2 separate regions of the Rattus norvegicus genome follow, and region 1 is linked to region 2. The links are chromatin contacts, called in public Hi-C maps. All regions are on one chromosome and are shown on one strand. The core of a region is the stretch at or near the end of the contact, and the rest is flanking DNA. Distances in the headings are between cores, read along the strand shown. Region 1 holds the start of Mthfsd (methenyltetrahydrofolate synthetase domain containing). Region 2 holds the start of Cox4i1 (cytochrome c oxidase subunit 4i1).

Region 1 (6,788 bases), core at 2,894-5,393, 460 kb after region 2:
CTGTCCTCAGTCGAGGTGTTGGGACCAGCAGTGTTTTTCTGCTCTTTGAGGGAGAAGACAGTCAGTCAACTACAGGGCGGGTACATGTTTTCCTCACTGCAAGAAGAGGAGAGGGATATGGGCTAACAACGCCTGGGCATACCCAGGCTGCTTCCTCTCTCCTGCCTGGTTCTCCTCAGAGCCAGGAGGGGACTGCAGGTGACAGTACAGGAGAGTGTCCATCCCGTGTCGCCCCCATCAGCCACAGTTCCTGCCGCTCCCTGGAGTCTCATGAGCCAAATCCTGCTCAATCCTTAGCTTCGAGAACAGAGTAGGAATCCCACATCACTGCTATCCTTCCTGGACCATGTGGAGGGCGACCTGCACAGCTGAGGCTTCTGGATGACTGTGATAGCAGTGAGAGACAAGCGAGTCGCCCCCACAGCCTCTGGCAGCCCCAGAGCCCCATGCTGGAACTGCAGCACCAACAGCAGCAGACTTGGCTCAGCCCGAGCTATAGTCAACATCGCATTCACCGAGTCCCTCCAGGACACCTTTGCGGCTATCTTTAACCACTCTGCCTGCTTTGGGAGTTATAGCTGCTTAAGAGCTGGGAGCATTAAAACGCACACCAAGTTCTTGTCTTATACGGACTGAGATGGTATAAGGCAGTTTAAGTCAATGCTGGGCTGCTCCCTTTGCTCTGAGAAGTGGCCCACAGTTTATGCCCAGACTCTGCTCTGTTTGGGAGACAAAGTATCAGATTTCTAACAGAGGAGTTCTTTGTTTCAAGGAATTAGAACATTAACAGCGTAGGGAAGACATACACTGTTGTGAATGTCTACCTCCATACACTGTGCTCAGGGGGCAGGCAGCTGGAAGTTGAGCCTTTGTGACTGAGGGCAGCTTGGGCAAGTGGAGTTACCTGCAGTGCCAGTAAGCGGACACCTTCCAGGGGCTTATCAGGGTCCACTTTCACTTCCTGTGTCCCAGCAAAGACTTCCAGGTCTCTGATGCTTTGGCCAGCCAGGTAGGACCCCTAGTTAGGCAGAGACAGTGACACCCTTACCTCCAGCACCAGGAAGCGGGCGTTTCTCTGAGGAGCGTCAGGATTGACTTTAATGGTTCTGGCCGCACTGAAAGCATGCAGGTGTGGGAAATGCTCCGCAGCACGAGAAGCACCCTGTGTAGATGTGACTGCGTGTCATCGTGAAGAAGACATGGGCCAGGTCTGGCCTAGGCATCACAGCCCAGCATCCACCCAGATATAAGAGCCCAGATTCCCCCCAAGGAGACAGCAAGAGCACAGGGTGGAAAGGGGCTAGCCCAGAACTCAGTTTTTACTAAAAGAAAACTGAAGAGAGCGCAAATCTCAAGTGCAGTCTGTGGTGTAAGCACCACCCAGTCAAGGAGCCTGATGCCCAAGGGCCTCCTTCACTCTCACTCGTTTGATTCACTTTTGAGACCACGAGCCTGTCCTGGGCTTCCCGAGCCTTCTTCCCTGCACTCCATATCCATCTGTCTCCCACAGAGCACAGAAACAAAACTACAAGGAGGGACAGTCTCCAGGGGCCCTACAGTCTGCAGCACGCTCAGTCAGGGCCAGAGCTAGGCCAGTGTAGGGAGAAAGTCCAGGCAACACAGGGTACTGGTGGATGGATGCCTGGTTTTAAGCCCACTAGGGCCTTGACATGTCTTCACAAAGCACTTCGGATTTTTTTTTCAAAAACCCAAAACAATGACCACAAACTATATCGCCCTCTCTCTCTGAGACAGGGTCTTCTGCAGCCTAGTCAGGCCTTCAAGTCACAATGTAGCTGTAGATGACCTTAAACTCCTGATCCCCCTGCCTCCCCCTGCCAGGATGGCCAGCCTAGGCCAGCACTTGGCTTACACGGCCTCTTTAAGGTGAGCTATTTTCCATGTAAACTGTCCTGGGTTGACTTATATTTTTGAACAGTTAGGAAACTGAGGCCCGGGGATGGTAGAAAGGCTGGGCTTCCCTCTGTGGGATCCACAAGCCCCTCCCTAAGTGGCTAATGGAGGCCAGCTCTGTGACAAGCACTGGTAGCCTCTGCAGTGCAGAGATTGTGGCCCAAGGCCCAAGGGGTGATGGAGTAGGACTCATCAGAACACCACATGCCCTCCAAGACTCTGCCTCTGACCTCCAAATCCATCCTACCAGAGAGCAATGGATCTGTGTCAGTGACTCGAATAGCTTGATCCCCTTCTAACAACCCTGGGAACACTTCTATACCTTGAAGTTGGGGATCCTGTGATGAACAGGTCGGGGAAAATCAGCTATATTATGGGATTCCATGTAGTCCCAAATCCGTTCACGTATGCTTTGCTTGGAGACATCTCCTATAACGACGGAGGACTGTGACGTGCTGGTAAGAAGCAATCCCACAATGCACGTGGGCACATGCACACCGGCCACTGTGACACCACATGCTTGGGAATTTGTGACCACATCAGACCAGCTTAAGATAACTGAAAATAGGGGTTGGGGATTTAGCTCAGTGGTAGAGCGCTTGCCTAGCAAGTGCAAGGCCCTGGGTTCGGTCCCCGGCTCCGAAAAAAAGAAAAGAAAAAAAAAAAAAGATAACTGAAAATATTAGATTTCCCTCAAGCTCCCTCATCAGTTAAGAGAAGTTCCTTCTTTTCTGCTAGGAAGCGGGAGTATACTGTAAAAACCTAGCTGGAAGTTAATTTGTAGTCTTTTCTTTGCAGTACCAGGGGATCCTGCACTCTATGAGTGAGCTACACACCTTTTTGAGGCAGGGCGTTGCTCTGTTCAAGATGAGGCTTGAACCTGAAGGGCTTTTCCTTCAGTCCCCAAGTAGCAAGGGTTACGTGTAAGCAAGCCACTAGGTCTGGCTAGAAGGTAGTTGTACTGGCTGATTTTATGTATCAACTTGACACAAGCTGGAGTTATCACAGAGAAAGGAGCCTCAGTTGTGGAAATACCTCCATGAGACCCAGCTGTAAGACATTTTCTCAACTAGTGATCAAAGTGGGGAGGACCCAGCCCATTGTGGGTAGTGTCATCCCTGGGCTGGTGGTCTTGGGTTCTATAAGAGAGCAAGCCGAGCAAGCCAGGGGAAGCAAGCCAGTAAGTAACATCCCTCCATGGCCTCTGCATCAGCTCCTGCTTCCTGACCTGCTTGAGTTCCTGTCCTGACTCCCTTTGGTGATGAACAGCAATGTGGAAGTGTAAGCTGAACCAACCCTTTCCTCCCCAACCTGCTTCTTGATCATGATTTTGTGCAGAAATAGAAACCCTGACTATGACAGTAGTCTTTTGAATTATTTAGTGATCCAGTGGGTCAAACCTGAGGCGTTAAGTGTGCTAATCGAGAACCCTATCACTGAGTCACACCCCCAACCTGTCCTTTTAAACTGTTAAATCTAACAAATGACCTCACACACCTCACAAGGCTGGTGTATAGAAAGCACATTTGTCTTTTTTGTTATTTATGGCCGGTGCCTTGGTGGTGCAAGCCTTTAATCGCAGTTCTCGGAAGGCCATTTAATTTAGAGGCCAGACTGAAGTAGAGTGAGTTCTAGGGCAGCCAGGACTACACAGAAGAACCCTGACTCGAAGAAAAAGAAAACAAAGATGTATTTATTATATATGTGCACCGCGAGCAACCTGCGGGGTGGTGTATACAGGTGCCAGAGGGCATTAGATCCCTTCCCGTGGTACTGGACTTGTGAGCCACTGCATAGGCTTGTTGAGCAACCGACGCTCTTACCCTTCCCCACCGTGTCTCTGTCTCTCACTCGCAGCCCTAACACAGCGTTTGCATCAGCAGACCCCACTGTCCAGCAATGTATGCTTTCCAATCTGTCACTTCCTACTTGTTGAAAACGCTTTGCAGCGCAGGCAGAGAGAATCTACTAGGAGAGTGCTCGACCCAGCGGCCATCCCCAGCCTTGGCTGATTTAAACCTGTCTAGCCCGGCAGGGTGAGGGCGAGACTGACCCTCCCTCCCCGCTGTCAGCCTTGGCGTCCCAGGCCAAGCCTTGTCCTCCCTACGCGTGGGGGCAACGGGGACAACCACTCTGTCCCAGCCTCGGTTTCCCCATAGCCCTCTGCATTGCTCACCCGCCCGGGCCTCCATGACCAACACGTCACCGAGCGACGCCTCCCGTAGAGCTTGTCGGCGCACCGATGACGTCAGACGCATGCGCTTCGCGTTGCACCTGCGCACTGAAGCTAAGTACCCGCGATGCACGCGCATGCGCGCATGGTGCAGTGGGCGGGGCTCCCGTTCCAGGTTTAGGATTACCTGAAGTAGCACCGGACGCCTTAGAAGTTCGAGGCCACTGCTGGAGCCTCCTTAGAACATGGATGCGCGGGACTTCCCGGGACACACACACACACAAAACGCATGCATTTGTACTGTATGGAACATATTACACTATAGTGCCGACGAGATGGCTCAGAGAGTGAAGACACTTGCTGCCAAGCCCGACAACTTGAGTTCATTCCTCCGGACCCACACACAGGGTGGAAGGAGAAAAATGACTCCCTTGTCTTTTGACCTTCACAACCTGGGCTGTGTTATGCGCTCATATACACACATCATGCACACACAAAACTATATGGAACATACCAACATACATGCAGGTATGTATAGTACTTGTAGAAACATCTCTTGAAATTAAAGGTTAACAAGGAAACCTGTATATAGGGGTGGATCTAGGATTTCCAGCTTCCTTTGCCAAGAATTGTACCAGGAACACGTGGTTAGTTATAGAATAAAAACTGTTTATTAAGGAAAGAAAAAGCACTCCTGAAATGAAGGGGGTTGTAAGCCAGGCACAGCAGAAATGCAGATATGCTGGGCCAGGAAGCTTCTGATTCCTCATTGGTCATTTACACACACCCACTGGCCTTGTCCATCTCCAGCCTTGTTGGTCATGCCCGTTCTGGCATCCGGCTCCAGTCTCATAAAGTGTGTGTGTGTGTGTGTGTGTGTGTGTGCCCGCACGCCCACGTGAACTTGTAGTCACCCACCATACTGTGCATTTGGAGCATCCGATTCGGCTGAGGGTGTACAAGTCTGCCTTGGCCACCCAGCCCCACACACCCCAGCCTCAGATTGGTCGGGGATGGGGGCTGGGGGTCAATGACCTGCTGTCTGTTTTGCAGCTTACCTTTGCACCTTGACAAGACTTCCCCAAACCGCTCCCTCGCTGGGAAAGGTGGCCTCATGGCTGCCATCTCATGGATTCTCCCATTGGTTGGATGAAGTGTGTTAGCATTCCACTCTTTCTGTTCACTAATCACCAAAATGAATGGTGCACTTCTTCTGAGACAGGGTCTGACCATGCAGCCCTGGCTGGCCTACAACTCGTCATGTAGACCAGGCTGGCCTTGAAATCACACACCCACTTGCCTCTTCTTCCAATAGCTGGGAGTAAAGTTGTGAACTACCATGCCTGGCAAATGTTTGCTTTTCTGCCCTGCCCGAAACCTCATCTTCCTTTTTCTCTTCCTCTTCCTCCCTAAGTGCAACTGACATACCCAGATTTTTATTTTTATTCTTTAACATGGGTGCTCCTTACTAGGCAAGCATTTGACCGATCGAGCCCTTTCTTAACCCAAATGCCTCTGACTGAAGTGTGTAGTATGGAGGGACAGCAGTGTCCTGTCCGTTTGGTGTCCTCTGGTTTCTAGAATTGTCAATACGATGTCAGGTTGTCCTCAGAGAAAGGACTGGGACCTGGGCTTTTGACCAGCACCCTTCCGCGTGGACACCGGGCTACCTAGCCCACTCTCCTGAAGCCCTATCTTAGATTTAACATGTTTCCCCGGAAACAGAGAGAACACCCCTCCAGCAGGTTTTAACAGCCATCTGTTTATTTCTTTTGGATTATGAAGCAAGGCCTCAGAGTTCAGGACTTACATGGTGGAAGAACAGAGCTGACTTCTGACTCCGGGGAGCTGCCCTACGACCACAGCAAGTCAGTCTGGTGCACGTCCCCTTCCCCGAAACAAATAAATGCAAAACATTTTTAATTAAAAAAGGAAAGGATCCCGACAGCATGGGGTCTACCTTGCCCTGATGTCCTCTCCCACTGTGTGTGGCCTGGCAGCAGATACAAGCAGATACACACTTGCTGGTGTAGCTGACAATTACGGAACAGGGGGTAAGGGATGTGTATATGTGGAGGGGGAGGGAGGCAGGGGGTCCTCAATGGAGGCTTCAGAGAGGGTGGCTAGGGAGGCTTTGGAAGGCCAAAGACTCAGCAGGTGTGTGGGGCTGCAGAGGGTCCTGACTGAAGCAGGGTGAGGGGAGGGTGACTTTGGCTTTAATGTTGCCCTTAAAGGTAAAGCAGATGCCATGGTCCAAGCAGTGGCTTGATCCCCAGGGGTCCTCTTTGCCCCTGCTCTAACCAGTCCATGAGCATCTTATTGTCCCAGAGTCCATCTTGTGGTCACTTGAGTCACCAGTCCAAGTTGGGGACTTTGAATGTGGCTCATCGTCAGAGCGAGGAATCCTCAATCTCAAGATTTCAGGAGGTTCCGAATCCCAGATCCAATGTCTACCTCAGCAGCTTTGTCTTTTCTGACTTTCCAGTCAGAGCTGCAGGCTCCCACAGTAGCCCATTTAGCCTGGAGGGTGAGTCACAGGGCTTCACAATGTCACAGCTATTCATGGCAGGATTCTTCAAAACTCCCAGAACAGTGGGAGAGGGGATGCTGGGAGGTTCTTGAACATTCTCTCCACTCACTGACTGCTGTGGAAAGACCTTTACTTTCTGTAGTATTTGTGTTCTATTTTCCGAGTTATAAT
Region 2 (5,898 bases), core at 579-3,078:
TTCCAAGGTCCTGAGTTCAATTCCCAGTAACCACATGGTGGCTCACAATCATCTGTAATGGGATCCAATGCCCTCTTCTGATGTGTCTGAGGACAGCAACAGTGTACTCATAGAAATAAAAATAAATAAATCTTAAAAAAAAGACAGTGGCCAGAAACAAGCACAGGAATCCTCAGATACTTCAGGCACTAAAAGCACACTTCTTCAGGGACTAAGTATCACCCCAAATCTTCCTCCACCTTAGAAAGAATCTTTAACCAGTAAACAAGACAATTTGCCTAAAGGCACTTGTAGTCATGCCGGAAATTTCCTTAGGTGTTTTAATGTAAATTAGTGGAAGAGCAGGGTGTGGTGGTGGTACACAGCTTTAGTCCTGGCCCTCAGGAGATGGAGGCGGGCTGAACTGTGTGAGGATTCTACAGAGTCCCAGACCAGCCAAGCCCACTAAAGTGAAACCTTGACTCCCAAAAATCAAAAGAAGAAATAAGATGTCAAGGAATGCTAGTTATGTCTGCAATCCCAGTTCCCAAGAACCTAGAGCAGGAAGTTTTGGTGGTCAGGGGCTAGTGTGAGGCTACATTCAAAGCAAGTCTGAGATTCAATGCAGCCATTTTGGGGGCGGGAGGGGGAGACAATATTAGCATTTCCTCCCGTGCCAGCTCAGGTTTTACATCCAGAGCTCATTCTGAGATGTAAATGAAGCTGTATTGAGAGTGGGTTGTTTTACATCCGGAAGCTTTTAATTCTAATACTGGCAGCAGGACAGATTTGTATCTCTGGTGCCTCAGGACAGCACCTGAGAGAGCTCCCAAGACGTAGCGCCTGGCCATAGCAATCTAGGGCTTTATAAAGGCAAACTCCACAAAGTTATAAATCTGGGTCTTGCAACTGTCTCTTGAGCAGAGGAAGCAAGATTGATTACAAAAGCAGAAATAGCAGTCGGTATTATGACTTATAATCTTGCTAAAACAGCAAGTTTTACAATAGTCTTCAGCTTCTGGGGGGGGGGGACAGGCCGACAAAATACAGTCTGTAAAACTAGAGGTTCACATGCTATAGGCATCTTCCCCACTCTGTGGTCTCACAAGCACATTAAGCTTAAACTTTAAACGTTAGCCATCCCAGGTCTCACTATGTAGACCAGGCTGGCCTCGAACTCAGGATCCGCTTGCCTCCCTATCCCGAGCGCTGCCTTTAAGAATGTACACCACACTCGGTTTCTTGGTAATTTTACGAAACTTCGAGAGCTCGCTCGTTAGGCTGCGTACTCGGGAGCAGGCGCTCCTCCTCCCTCGAAGGGCGCCTGACTTCGCCCAGCCCAGAACCCCGCCGTGGCCCCGAGCTTACTAGGGTGAGCGCCACCTCCAGCATGGGCGTCAGAGCCAGCGTGCCGTGGAAGAGCGGGATGCAGTCCACGAAGAGAGTGTGGTTGCCCGCGCCGGGAGGATGTTCCTTGCGCGGCCTCTGCCTCTCTGCCACCAGAAGCCCGTTGACGGCGCAGTGCGGGTACTTGGCGCCGTGTAGCACCATCTTGCAGTAGGCCTGGGTGGTCAGCTTCACGCCAGGCATGCTGAGCCTAGCTGGTCGCGTCGCGACCAACGCACCACAGTACGAAACACGACCCCACTGCACGCTAAGATGAGCTCCCACCACCAGCTACAGCCTCCCGCCTCAGTCCGCCCGCCGGAAAGCGTAGTCGCTAGCTAGCGTCTGCCAGAAAGCAGCGCGGCCTGCTCGGCCTTTCGCGACAGCTGCCGCACCGCGATCTGAAGCTGATGGACGTGGGCGGGGCTTCTTCGATTCCCGCGATGCTTCGCGGCACCGTCTTGCTCTTCCGGTGCGGGACCCGCTCTTCCGGTCGCGAGCACCCGGGGTGTAGAGGGCGGTCGCGGCGGTCGCCTGGGCAGCAGTGGCAGGTGACGGCCTTTGACAGCGGGTGAGGGCGGCGCGGCCATGGGCCGAGATCCTGGAGCGCCGGGGCCGGAGCGGTGCCTCCGAGGCGCCCCCGGACTCGGGACTTGAGCAGCTCCGTGACCTTGGGGCGCCCGCTTCCCGGGCGGATCTGTTGTCTTGGGTCCCCATTTGCCGTTCGGTTCCGGCCTGCCCAGCATCGGGCGTTCCCGCTCCGCCAGGCCCGAGGGACAGCGAGCTGAGTCCTGACGTCACGCTACGGTTTCTGCCGCCACGGGCGTTGTTTTTTGCGGTCTCGGGCGTTCGCTCTCGGGGAGCGAAATCAAGAGGGGTTGTGTTAAAGTGAGGCGTGGAGCTCGGGTCGCTGGGGCGGGTGACAGGGTCATCCAGGTCGCCTGCGGGCCGCAGGGACGGGAAGCGCGCCAGGGCTAGGGCTTGGGCGGCCTCCTCCGCTTGTCCTTCGCAGTCTCTGCGCAAGTCGATTTTTAAAATAAAACCAAGTCCGCAGGCGGTGCTCCCACCGCCACAGAGAGGAACAGCTCGTGGTGGCACCGTGCTATACCGAGTTCTAGCAGTTTCAGTCATTCTGGCCTTCTAGTTAATCTTTAAAAAGCTGCGTTTTCTAGTAAGTGGCCAAAGCCATGTATGTATATCACAGCCCTTGGTTTGATATCAGGAAGCTCTGTAAATGTGTACTGAGTAGAAGAACCTTATCCTGTGCTATTTCATGCCTTCTCCTCAGTAATAAAAACTGGCTTCTGGGTGCACGCCTCTGGCCTGCAATGCCAGCTCTTATGAGGTAGATATGGTAAGGTCAGCCTGTGCCTTAAAAAGCTGATGAAATCATACCAAAAAAATTTTTTTTAACGTTGGGGGAATAAGTTGCGTTTACTTCCTCAATGTTCTGTGGCAAAAAGACTTGTGCTAAAAGGTGTTTTCTCTCATTGTTAGGGATATACGTTTTTTATCTTTCAGAATGTTGGCTACCAGGGCACTTAGCCTAATTGGCAAGAGAGCCATTTCTACTTCGGTGTGCCTTCGGGCACATGGTAAGTGGGGCTTTTACTTCCTTTCCTTTTCTGTTTTCCTTCTTTGGTTTCTCATGACAGGGTTTCTCTGGGTAGCCCTAGCTGCCTTGGAGCTCAGAGACTTAACCTGCCTCTGCCTCTGCCTTTGCCTCCCGAGTTCCCTGGGATTAAAGATGTGCACCACCAGGCCTGGCTAAGGACTGTTACTTTCAAATAGGCCAACTTAATGTCATTTTGCCCCTAAGTCTAAGATCCTGTGCTAGGATTTTAACAAAGATGTCTGGTAGCTTGACCTTGCGGGGATTTTAGGGAGAGATGAGAATTTGAACAGGACGGTTGTCTGCTTGAAGGAGCATAGATAAATCCTGTTCGCCAGGATCTTGGCTTGCTTTAGTTTCCTCTCACAGTTTGTTTTCTAGTTCTCTCTTCCGTCCCTCCTTCTGCCCTTCCTTCCAGTCTCACTGTGCAGCTCTGACTGGCTTTGAACTCTCAGGGTTCCTGACTCTGCCTCCTGAATGCTATGGTTAAAGGTACAGTACCACACCGGTAAAGTTCTGTCCCTTCTGTCTGTCTCCATATCTTACTCTAATCTTTTCCACCCACAAAACTCTGACCCTCTTAAGCCCCCCTTCTGTTTCCATCCTGGAAGCAGTGGAAGCAAAGGCCGTTGGGTGGGCTTGAGTCAGAGCTGTGCGGATTGCATTGCAATCATGGCTAGCTCCTGCTGTTGTAAGGATCGGCCTTCTCAGCTGAAATATACAGACATGCAAGGTTTGGTTCTGAGCCTGGCATGTCACCACGTTATCTTGGCACTTGTGAAGCTGTTCTTCCTACCAGTGTTAGGCACTGAGACTAAGATAACGTGAGGTGGACCTTCCACAGAGCTTGCAGTATGGAGTGGGCTGGCCACGGGAAGGTAGCGTTAGCCCTAGAGGTGGACTGTGTAGCCTGGCTGGCACTTGGGAAGGCTTCTAGGAGAAGGGTTCTGCTGCCGAAGGGCTAGCAGTGTGAGGCATGAGGCTTGGGTTGTAGATGAGATGTTTGGAGAACCTTGTTCAGCATGTATTGAGTATGCAACAGCGGCCCTCCGTGTTGGTGTTAGTGCAGCCATCCTGCAGTAGTTCTAATGCTGTGTCCTGTTGTTCTCCCCCGGGGGCACCAGAGGTGCAGGCTGAGACATTAAGTGTTATTGAAGGGTTTGGGCAAGGAAAATCCCTCTTTTATTAACCAACATGAAAGACAGGCTCCATCTCCGAGCACGGGAAGCTGTGACAAGACCAATTTTCAGTTTGGCTTGGCTGTCATTTTATTAATCTGGCCAGTGGACAAGGAGCTTCAATCTCCTTGGACATCTGTGCTTACAGTATTAGGGCGCTTTGGGACTCCACTGGGGCACTGCTGTCAGTTGAGGTATTTGTGGTGTGAGGTGACTGAGAAGCGGTCTGAGCCCTAACGTCTGACAAGCCAGGCAGCGCTCACCTTGGGTGAGAACAGAAGTGATCTTTTGAGTACAGGGAGTCTTTGCCTTTCTTTGCCCTTCTATTATTTTGTAAATTTCCTCCAAAGATTCAGATTTACTAAGGCATGCAGGGCTACTGCGAACCCCTGATGTGTAAAGCCTGGCATGTGCCTGGGTAGGTTGGGAAGGTTTCTACAACCCAGGTCTACTTGGAAGTAAGGCTGTGAGCTCTCCTCACCCACAGCCTTTAGGGCTGAGGAGCAAGGATGGCTGCTTGGGACTTATCTTCAGTCTCACTCAGCATGGTCCGCAGGGGTCAGTGTCCTCCATGTTTCCCATGCTCCGGGGTGTGTATGTGTGATGCCATCCTTGCCTAGTGAGGTCACTCACTCGCCACACTTGGGCACGGTGGGTCCTGGTCCTGCACAGGTGGCTGCGGCTGACTGTGGGCTCTGCCTCTCTGTCCTTTTAAAAGAGGAGCGTTTGGCCTTTGCCTTCCTCATCCCAGGGACAAGCACAAAGCTCTGAAGTGTAGAATACAGTGTTTTATGGCCGCTGTGCTCTGAGACCATGAGAGTTTATGGCAGTCTGATAGCCAAGCTGTAAGTCACACAATACATTGGCTCACTGAAGTCACTTCTTGTTATTTTTAGTATACTCACTGGTATGTACCATTATCATCATAGTTGATTGATTCTGGAACATTCTCACCCTAATTTACATCTTTGAATAGCTTGCAATCCAAGTTTTTTAAACCTAGAGGAAAGGATTGAGGGTGTGTGTGTTCAACTTGGTAAGAAGGTTCAGTAGCTGCCATTCTTTTTCTGATCATTGTCTCCTAGGTTTTTTTTTTTTTTTTTGTTCTTTGTTTTGTTTTCTCAAGATTTATCTATTTTATGTATGTGAATAAACTGTCTCACCAGTCTCACTGACACACCGGAAGAGGGCATCAGATTCCATTACAGATGGTTGTGAGCCACCATGTGGTTGCCGGGATTTGAGCTCAGGACCTCTGGAAGGGCAGTCAGTGCTCTTAACTGCTGAGCCATCTCTCCAGCCCTGTCTCCTAGTTTTAAGACAATGTCTATGATTGATCAGTCAGGTCTCGAGCTTGAGATCCTCCTGCCTCAGCCTGCCAAGTGCTTGGATTTGGTGTATGCTATCCCATCCAGCTTTATGGGATGCTAAGAGTTAAAGTGGGAGCGTGATTCTGGCTGTTTTGGTTCGGATTCTGTTGAGATGAGTTTGAACAGAAGAATGGAGACTCTGGTCCTTCGTGTACCAAAAGAAACACATGGAAGGACCACAGCACTGCTTAAGGCTTAGTCTATTGTGTACCAGCATGACCTGGACATTCAGACATGGGCCTGAACTTATGGGGCAAAGCAAAGCTTTGTCCTACAGACAGCTGGGGCAAGTTAGAGACTTTAGCAACAGGAAACCCTGGGGGAACAGTGGCCTGAGCGTTGTCCTGCTGAGTCCTAAGTGATGCGCATACGC

The links. Hi-C and Micro-C count contacts between places; a contact is called where the count stands out from the background.
Region 1: a contact with region 2 is called in a Hi-C map of kidney, with 4 times the contacts expected there. The contact joins the promoter of Mthfsd here to the promoter of Cox4i1 in region 2. A contact is called at or near these places in 6 of 12 Hi-C or Micro-C datasets (the Rat2 cell line, Schwann cells, frontal cortex and 3 more).

What each region holds. Positions count from the first base shown.
Region 1 is chr19:66,082,737-66,089,524 of GRCr8, forward strand. It overlaps Mthfsd (methenyltetrahydrofolate synthetase domain containing), which reads right to left and starts at 4,144. Exons shown (of 8, transcript NM_001401041.1): 1 at 4,091-4,144; 2 at 2,237-2,343; 3 at 905-1,018; 4 at 1-43. The coding sequence starts at 4,106.
Region 2 is chr19:65,628,555-65,634,452 of GRCr8, forward strand. It overlaps Cox4i1 (cytochrome c oxidase subunit 4i1), which reads left to right and starts at 1,829. Exons shown (of 5, transcript NM_017202.1): 1 at 1,829-1,916; 2 at 2,887-2,960. The coding sequence starts at 2,888. It overlaps Emc8 (ER membrane protein complex subunit 8), which reads right to left and starts at 1,681. Exons shown (of 5, transcript NM_001012165.1): 1 at 1,348-1,681. The coding sequence starts at 1,569.